Regions from separate parts of the Sus scrofa genome. Here region 2 is linked to region 1. Evidence: chromatin contacts called from public HiChIP or PLAC-seq data. All regions are on one chromosome and are shown on one strand. The core of a region is the stretch at or near the end of the contact, and the rest is flanking DNA. Distances in the headings are between cores, read along the strand shown. Region 1 holds the start of DVL3 (segment polarity protein dishevelled homolog DVL-3). Region 2 holds the start of EIF4G1 (eukaryotic translation initiation factor 4 gamma 1).

Region 1 (5,072 bases), core at 326-2,825:
AACTCTGGGGAGAAGAATGTCTCCCCTCACTCAGCTCTGGGCCTCAGTTCCAAAGAGCGGTGTAGGCCTCAGGCTACCGCTGGAGAGGCGGCCTTCAGGCCTGGAGGGCCCAGGAAGGCCTTCCCCACAGGCCTCCAGGCCCAGTGCCCAGTTAGTGTGGGGTAGACTAGTGTGGGGGCCTCCCCCTCCCCCAGTCCCCTGGGAGTTGGGGGGTGGTGAGGGGATCTGCCAGGCTCCCCCTCCCAGGCCAGCTGCTACAGAACCTTCCGGGCTCCAACATTCCATCCCCTCTTAAAGGGGAAGCCACTGCTTCCAAACTCCTCCTGGCCAAAGCCCTGCAGCTGGGTAGAGAAGACACCCCCCACCCACCCCCACCCCAGGAGGGAAGATGAACACCAAGAGAACCTTCCTGGCCCTCTGGTCCAGACTCCGAGGCCCTTTCTAAGGTCTCCCCCTTGGTCACCATCTGGAGGAAAAAGGCCTTGGTTCTGCCAGGAAATCAGCACCTGGGCTAGTGGGGACGCCTCAGGGTTGAGGCACTCTGCTCCCTGACAACAGCCCCAACAGCCCACAAGGGACAGGGGACACAGCTAAATAAACATTAGGGCTGCAGGCCTTGGCTTACAGCCTGAGCACCCCCAGCCAGTTCAAAGTCCCACAGCATAGCCCTTAGACGTGGGTTACTCCAAATATGGCTCTCAGTTGTGGAGCTGAAAAGATGGAGAAGGGGAAGGCGAATACCAAACACCCCGAGTCTCTACTAGCGAGGTGGCTCCGTAGGCAGGAGGAGGGGCTGGGGACTGTGCTCTGGCACCGGGTGGAGGGGGGGTGTGTCTGTCTGTGTGGGCTGATGGTCTCTGAAGAGGTGAAGGGGCTTGACTGGGCTGGAACTGATTGGTCTTAGGGAGTTGGATGTTTGTTCCCCCTAAACGAGGGGGCCAAGGTCCCCCACAGGAGGGGGTAGGAGAGTCCCTAGAGGGCTGGAAGTCCAGCCTCTCAAAGAGCCAACGGGGACCAAATGGCCGAGTCTCCTCTAGAATCCAGAGTAGGGCTAGAAGCCAGTGGAGCAAGGGGAGTCCAAACTGGCGGAGTGGGCCCCTAGAAGCCAGAGGAGCCGGGGTCCCCCGGAGGCGAGGCGGGGCCATCCTCACCCGAAATCGTCGTCCATAGACTTGAAGAAGAACTTATAGCTGGGTCGCTGCAGAACGCCCTTAAAGTCCGCCAAGGTGACGCGCTCCGCGGGCAGGGGCAGCTTCACCAGATACGGCGTCTCCTGCCCATCCAGATGGTAGATGATCTTCGTCTCGCCCATGGCTCCGGCCTCGGGCCCGGCGGCCCGCGCGCTGCCTGCTCGGGCGGCCGGGCCGGGCCTCTCGGGCGGCGACGGCGCTCGGCGCGGCCCAGCGGCTCAGCCCAGCTCCGCGGCCGGCCGCGGCGCCAGCTCCCTTGTTCTCCGGCCGCTCCCGGGTCCCAGCGCCGCCTGCTGCCGTCGCGGCCGCCGCTTCCGCTCCCCACTCTCCCGGCTCGGCTGGCGACTGCGACTCTTCCGGTGGCCGCGGCCCTCCAGGCTCTGGGCAGCGGCCCGGTCCGCTCCCCTCCCCCGACCCCGGCGCGGCTCCGCCCCGGCGCGGCCCCGCCCCCGGCCGCCGCCGAGCCGCGCTGGCTTCGCGGCAGATGGCCTAGCCCTCCGCCGGACCCAGCGGACACCCCGCCCACCCTCCCGGGGGGTGGGGTGCACGGCTCCCAAGCTCCCATCCCAGGCTCGTGGGGAGTGTGGAGGCGGCCGCCTAGGCCCCCACAGAGGAAGACATATCTTTCCAGGATGGCTGTGTTTCGGAACTCTTCAAGGCCCAGGCTCTGGACCCAAGGGAGATCGGCTGCTCTTCTGCAGCTGGGGAGGAATATAATGCAGGGGTGGCTTCGCTTCCCAGAGAAAGGGGGGGTGTAAGGCCGCAGTTCTGACCATGTATCTCTGTAAGAAAGTGGCCTCGACATGGCCTTTTGGGGTCTATTGAGCAGCATAGATGCTGTCCTTGAGTCTACCAAACTGAACTTCTTGTGGACAGAACAAGAGTTCTGATTCCCTCTTAAAACCTCAGTACTACCAGGTGTAGTGTAGTGATTTAATAAATGGATTGAATGCAGAATGAGTATAAGAATGAAGATGTGTGTCTGACTGGGACATGAAGTCTCAGACCAGAACTAGGTATAATTCATTCCTAACATCTTCTTACCTACTAATGTGCAAGGCATACTTAGTGATCTATAGCAAAACAAGACAGACAAGGTTGCTCTCACGACCTTCACTCACTTGGACGGAGGCACAGAGCCTTGTGAGTAAGTAACTTTAGACTGACAAATGCTATGAAAGATAAAATGTAGTCACGTAACAGTGTAGAAGAATATGGGTGGTCAGAGAAGGCCTCTTCCATTTGCGTGAAGACCTAGAACTGACAAGGAAACAGCTATAAGAAGGTCTGGTCTGGGGGAAAGAGCATTCCATGTGGAGGGCACAGCCAAGTATAAAGACTCAAGGCAAGCACAGACTTGCCAGAAGTTCCCTGATGGCCTATCAGGTTAAGGATCCGGTGTTGTCACTGTTGTGGCTCAGGCCACTGCTATGGTGTGGGTTCGACCCCTGGCCAGGGAACTTCCGCATGCTAAGGGCATGGCTGAAAAAAAAGAATCAACTTCTGAGAAACAAGATGAAGGTTATTGTGACTACAGTGATTGTGGGAGATGGGTGGAAAGGTAGACTGGGACCAGATTACATCAGTCCTTTAAGATGACAGTAACATTTTGTTTACTGTTGCCAACATAGCATTTCAAGATTAAGGACCTCTTTCAGACACCTCTGGCTCAGAAACCTCTCCACATTCCTTAATGCCTTCCAAATGTCCTTAGCGTGATAGTCCAAGTTCTCCATTCTAACCTCTACCTACTTTTACAGACTTCTGCAATGCTGAATCCTTTAACCCACTGAGCCGGACCAGGATGGAACCTACACAGAGATATCTCCCATCTCACACCACAGCAGGAACTCCTTGGCTAAAGTTTTGACTTAAGCAATTCTACTTATTTGCTAGCCCCTGCACATTATCTTATTTATTTTCATACCCTTTCTTTTTTTGTCTTTTTAGGGCTGCACCTGCAGCATATGGAGGTTCCCAGGCTAGGGGTTTAATTGGAACTACACCTCCCAGGCTACGTCACAGCCACAGCAACGCAGGATCTGAGCCGAGTCTGCGACCTACACCACAGCTCATGGCAATGCCGGATCCTTACTTTTTCTTTACTTTTTTATCAAGGTAATATGTGTACACAACAATTGCAGAATTGTTCTCCAATTATTCCTTTTCACAGCACATTATTCACAGATACAATATCTTCCCTGAGTTTTGAGAATAGTACCTTCTCCCCTCATCCTAAAGTTTTCAAAAAGCTTCTTACCTTGTCAGTTTCCTTGGTTTGAATTTTGTTTTGGTCTCTGCTTTTCATGTTAGAAATTTCCTCAAATGGTTACTGATCCTTAACAGTCTATTCACATTTAAGAGTGAGATAAGAAAACTCTGGAAGCTTTGTCCACAGACAAGGCTTATTTACTAGCAGGCTTCACTGCAGGGTGATCAGTCGGGGGAAATTTTTTTTTTTTTTTTTTTTGTCTGCTGTTGTTGTTGTTGTTGCTATTTCTTGGGCCGCTCCCGCGGCATATGGAGGTTCCCAGGCTAGGGGTCTAATCGGAGCTGTAGCCACCGGCCTACGCCAGAGCCACAGCAACGCGGGATCCGAGCCGCGTCTGCAACTTACACCACAGCTCACGGCAACGCCGGATCGTTAACCCACTGAGCAAGGGCAGGGATCGAACCCGCAACCTCATGGTTCCTAGTCGGATTCGTTAACCACTGCGCCATGACGGGAACTCCGGAAATTTTTTTTTAAAAAAACAAATAAAAAAAGTTTTTTGAGGCCCTTTTCTTTTTGTCTTTTTAGGACCACACCAGCAGCATATGGAAGTTCCCAGGCTAGGGGTCGAATTGGAGCTACAGTTTCGAGCCTACACCATAGCCACAGCAAAGCCAGATCTTTTTTTTTTTTGTCTTTTTTTTTTTGCTATTTCTTGGGCCGCTCCAGCGGCATATGGAGGTTCCCAGGCTAGGGGTCCAGTCGGAGCCGTAGCCACCAGCCTATGCAAGGGCCACAGCAACGAGGGATCTGAGCCGAGTCTGCAACCTACACCACAGCTCACAGCAACGCTGGATCGTTAATCCACTGAGCAAGGGCAGGGACCGAACCCGCAACCTCATGGCTCCTAGTCGGATTCGTTAACCACTGCACCACGACAGGAACTCCCAGCAAAGCCAGATCTGAGCCGCATCTGCAACCTCTACCACAGCTCATGGCAATGCTGGATCCTTAACCCATTGATCAAGGCCAGGGATCAAACCTGTGTCCTCATGACTACTAGTCAGGTTTATTAACCACTGAGCCACGCTGAGCCATGCCAGGAACTCCTTGAGGTCCTTTTTTCTGCGATGTTGTTTGTTTTGGCCTGGGGGTATAAGATCGTGTGTACTGATACTCAGAGCCCTACAACTCATATACTTTCACTTGATCCTGCATTTTCTTTTTTTTTTTTTTGTCTTTTTGCTATTTCTTGGGCCGCTCCTGCGGCATATGGAGGTTCCCAGGCTAGGGATTGAATTGGAGCTGTAGCCACCGGCCTACGCCAGAGCCACAGCAACGCGGGATCCGAGCCGCGTCTGCGACCCACACCACAGCTCACAGCAACGCTGGATCGTTAACCCACTGAGCAAGGGCAGGGATCGAACCCGCAACCTCATGGTTCCTAGTCGGATTCGTTAACCACTGCGCCACGACAGGAACTCCTGATCCTGCATTTTCAATCTGGCCCCTCGCTCCCATGCCCACCATGTCTACTATTTAGTCTAGAGGTTCTAAAGGTTTATATTTTCTCTGAGGTCTGGAATTTCATGGTGCTATTTCATTCATTATGCCGGGCACTCATGGGCTGTCAGTCTAGAAACTCAGGACCTTCAAGTTTAGGAAACCTT
Region 2 (4,489 bases), core at 1,874-4,373, 130 kb before region 1:
GCCACACCAGTGGGAAACTGCTGCACACCCTGGGCTGGGTAGTAGGCGCCAGCTTGAGGAGGGGAAAAACACACAGGGAAAAGAAGAACAGTGGCAGGGTTAGGGCCCAACCACACAACAAATGTCTGCCTAAAAACCTCCCACCCCTTCCCCACCCACCTCTCCTCTCCCACAGCCAGCCCCTTGCCCTGCCCTACCCTCCTCCCCAAGGGAATTAGGTGTCTATCAAAGCTGGGGAACCAGTCTGAACGGCGTTTACAAGCATTCCTAACACTGACACACACACACCCCTTATAGGCAGGCACTCGCTCCCCACCACACTCCAGCCACCCGGACTCTGTCTGTTCCTCTTCTACTCCATAAGGTACCATGTATGCACCCCACCAAAACATACACATACACTCAGAGAGCAGCTACTACTTAACCTGAAACAGAATCAGGTCTTTGGCTGGGAATGATAAAAACATCTGCCAGCCCTGTTCCATTCAACCTGAGTCCAGTTCCAGTCTCCAGCCCTTTGCTAAGGGGCAAGGAAACAAAAAGTCACATTATGAACTGGGCCCAGGATGCGGAAAATTCCTTAAAGCAATGGTCTCCAAAATGAGATGCGTTCTTTAACATCATCCATAGCTTCCAGTTGTTTCTGACAAGCAACATAAGTGTTATTTGTTTAAATGATGCATACATATAAACAAATAGAAACATACCCGTATTAGAGGTACATACTCAAAATTTTTCCTGATGATCAAAAAATTTTGGAAACCACTGCCATAAAGAACAGACTAATCCTTTCCTAGAATATAAATGAAAAACAGCTACAAAAACTTCCCAAATCCATGTTACATGGGCTCCCCCCAAGCATGGAATGAGTGTCACAGGGAATATTTACTCAAAGGCCCTCAAACTGGTGCCTGAACTATACTCCTTGATGTGGGGAGGACTCCCAACTCTCAGCGATACTATAAGACCCTCTCCCGCCACCCCCACACCAATTACATATTAAGCACCAATCCCTACTACCTCTACCATTTTTAGACCAAGAGACAAACCTGGGAAGGGTCTTAGGAATTAGTAAGCAAGTTTAGATGTTCCCTGGGACTCACTCTCACCTAACTCCCTCCCCTGCTTACCGTAGGTCCCAAACTCTGTAGGGTTTGCACCTGGATAGAAGCTTGGGGCTCCCGGCTGCACAGGATACTGCTGTGTCGGGACAACATATGTGGAACGCCCCTGGTGGAGGGGAAAGGGGAGGATGAGAATGAAGGAGTTAAGGGAGCTATGAAGACCATATCAGACTACAAAGAGTATGTAGGACAAGACAGGACAAGCCAACTCTAGGCAATGACCAGAAGGAAGTCCCACCTCTGGAGAAGAGATGGGACTGGAGGGGAGGGGGGAGGGTGGGAGGGTACAAGGTTCTGTGGCTTCCAGCCCCCAAGCCTCCAGCCTCACCTGTCCAGGGATGTAGTAGGCCCCCTGGGAGGCTGGGTAGGAGATCTGGGAAGGGATCATCATTACTTGGGATCCAGCAGGGTAGACATGGGCAGCTGGGCCAGGGCGGGCAGGGGCTGCACTCTGCACTCGGGAGGCTGCACTGCTCGGGGGCTGGGCCCGGCTAGGGTAGAAGTGCTGTCAGGAGGGAGGAAGGCAGTTGGCAATGGGAAGGGGAGGAGGTGGACAGCAAAAGGGCCATTCCACTATGTCTCTAGTCAGGAGAGAAGTACCAGGGGCTTTGGAGCATGAAGACCAACACTTCCAAGACTCACTTGACCAAGTGATGGCTAAGTGGCCTCTTATACTCACATACGCCCTCCAAACTCAGGTATACACTTGGCACTCTGTATATTTACTCCCTCCCTGCCATGCATACTCAGATCACCTCACCAGGCTATCCTTCAGCAGAGGCTTCCTAACACCCAGATGCATCATGCCTAAGTAAAGCCTTTTTCAGCAACATACTCCCCAGCATGCACTGCTCCACCCTAAGGTACTGAGGAGCTCACCGCTAACATGCAACAGTCTCCCAGTTCCCAGATGTGAACTACACAAGATTTAGCCCCTAACATGCATCGGTCAGCCTCAGACTGAGGACCCAGACTGAGTCTAGCCCCTGACTAGGGCAGAGTGTAAGGGTGAGACCCGGAGAGAGTTCAGGATTAGCAATGGGGTATTACCTGCAGAGACCTGAATCCTCCCTGAGAGCACATGGGGACAGGAAAGAAAAGAATTATCCCCAAGGTGATGAGGAGGGAAAGAAAATGAAGGAAGCAGGACAAGAATCCTCTCCCACTTGTGAGGAAGAATTTAGGGAACAGAGAAAGGCAAGAACTAGCTGGAGTGTTTATCTTGCCACAGTCCAAAAGAGAAAGATGGATGGGGAATGGAGCAATGGCAACCTCCCAGTAAAAGAAAACAGGAAAGCAGGAGTTGGCAGCAGGGCCCAAAGCACTGCCCCCAAGGCACCAGGACCCCTAGGAATGCCATCCCCACCAACTACATACTCCAAGGGGCCAGCCACCGTAAGTAATCAACAGTGCAAAGTGCAGAACCGCATGAAAGCAACTGTCAGGAAGTTGGGGCAGGTACAAGGCCTCCATAGTTTCCATCCTAGGCCCAAACTGGCCTAAGCTTCACATGGTTCCCACCCAGGCCCCCTACTCCCCTCCCCACAGCCCCTCACCTGGCGGGGCTGAGAAGGCGTGTTCATTTGTGTCGCTTGAGGCGTACTGAACACCACCGGTGCTGTCTGCCCCGGGGGAAACGCTGGCTGAAGGGGGGAGACCAGAATTCAGCAAGAGGGGAAACCCAGGTGGGGCAGAAACTCAAGCTGGTGAAGTAAGGGGAGCAGAGCTGTGGCAAGAGCCTCAACAGTCCACATATACCCTCCCCAAGACAGCCCCTAAGAACAGCCCCGGGGCCCTGCCTCAATTTGGCAGCAGGAAGCTGCACTTTGCCCTGACACAGAAGGGGGTGGGAAAATCCAGAGGTTGGAACCTGTTCCTGACCCGGCTGCCTGGTCTCCCCCACCCCCACCCCAGTTGCTGCTAATTCCTCCCTAATTACCTGTGGGAGTCCAGGGGATGGGGCAGGTGGGGGGCCTGTGGGCTGTGGAGCTTTGTTCATTTCATTTGGTGCCACATCAGGGTCCCCCCAGCACCTGTTGGGAAAGAGCGGAGCTCGGAAAGGGGAAGGGACCCAAGCTTAAGGCAAATGGAGTGGGGGAGGGATGAAGCAAGGTCTGGGTCCCACAACAAGCCCCGGAATCGCCAAAAAGGTGAAGGAGCATAAAACCCAGCCTATGTCCCCACCGACACCTTGTCAGACCCGCAGCTCCAACCACCCCCCCTGATCTGCTGAAACAGCCCCTCACTCACCCCCTCGGTTAAGAATAAATCCACGGTGCGGCCTACAGGTTCTGGGCATCCGAGGGCCTGGGGTTGGGAGGTGGGGGGTATCAACCTGGCTCCGCGGGGCCCAAGACCAACCAGACCGGAAATTCCAGGTCTCGCTGGCACCAGGCTCCCGGATCACAAACGGAGCTAGCAGCTTCGGCCGTGGTGTCCCCACCCCCCACCCGGGGACACCGGGTTCGGGGCCTGGCCCAGGGGCACACAAGGCACGCCTGCCGCGGGTGGCCGCGGGTGCACCCGCACGGGGCTAGAGGCGAGGCCTGCCGCCGCCCAGGAGTGGAGGCCAGGAAAAGCGGCAGTCGGGCCGTAAAAGGCCAGGCGGGCGGCGGCCGAAGAAGAGCCGGTTTGAAGCAAGTGAGGGTCGGCCTGGAGGGCGGGCGGGGCCGGGGGCTCCTCCCTGCCCGCCGCCGCCGCCTCCCTCCCCTGCGCCCTCCCTGCGCAGCGCCGGCCAGTGCCAAAGAACAACGTGTCACTTCCCGGCGGCCGGGCCGCAAAGGGGGGAGGGGGCGGCGGGCCGGGAGTCGCGGTGCCTGCGCCCGTAGGGCCTCCTCGGGTCGGGCCGAGGTGGCACTTAGCAGCCGGGAAACCCGGCGCCCTCCCAGCCCGCGGGGACCGCATATTCCGGCCCCGCGCTCCCCCACCCCCACCCAGCAGCCAGGCCGGGCCAGGCCGGGCACACGTGGGCCGGGGATCGGGCCCTGGCGGCCCGGGGCCCGGGCTTGGGCCGAGGAGCCAGGGCGCCGGGGAGGCGGCGCAGGGTAGCCGGTCCCGGCCCGGATGGCGGCGGATGCGGGGGGAGGGGATGGGGGGGCCGGGTCGGGCCCGGACATGGCGGCTTTACCTTCAGTCTCCTTCAGTCCGCGCGGCCGAGCCCCACGCAGCCGCACAGACGTAGTCCACAACCATTTCCGGCTCCCCGCACGGATCCCGCTCGGCGGCCACCGCTTCTCCGCAGGCGCAGCCGGCGCCCCCACGTGACCGGCGCAGAGGGCGGAGCCTTGCCCGGTGCCGCGAAGCACATGGGATTTGCCCCGCCTAGTCATGTGACAGCCACTGCCCGCCCCCGTGTCCCCTCCCGA

What was found. HiChIP or PLAC-seq counts read pairs in DNA pulled down with a chosen protein or histone mark.
Region 2: a contact with region 1 is called in an H3K27ac HiChIP or PLAC-seq map of alveolar macrophages. The contact joins the promoter of EIF4G1 here to the promoter of DVL3 in region 1. A contact is called at or near these places in 3 of 5 promoter capture datasets (fetal skeletal muscle and liver), 6 of 47 Hi-C or Micro-C datasets (embryonic fibroblasts, heart right ventricle, liver and 1 more) and 1 of 2 datasets of contacts at active chromatin or transcription factors (alveolar macrophages).

Annotation. Positions count from the first base shown.
Region 1 is chr13:122,072,357-122,077,428 of Sscrofa11.1, reverse strand. DVL3 (segment polarity protein dishevelled homolog DVL-3) reads right to left here and starts at 1,575. Exons shown (of 16, transcript XM_021069945.1): 1 at 1,152-1,575. The coding sequence starts at 1,312.
Region 2 is chr13:122,203,421-122,207,909 of Sscrofa11.1, reverse strand. EIF4G1 (eukaryotic translation initiation factor 4 gamma 1) reads right to left here and starts at 3,123. Exons shown (of 31, transcript NM_001246253.1): 1 at 3,064-3,123; 2 at 2,681-2,767; 3 at 1,453-1,629; 4 at 1,131-1,230; 5 at 1-52. The coding sequence starts at 3,123.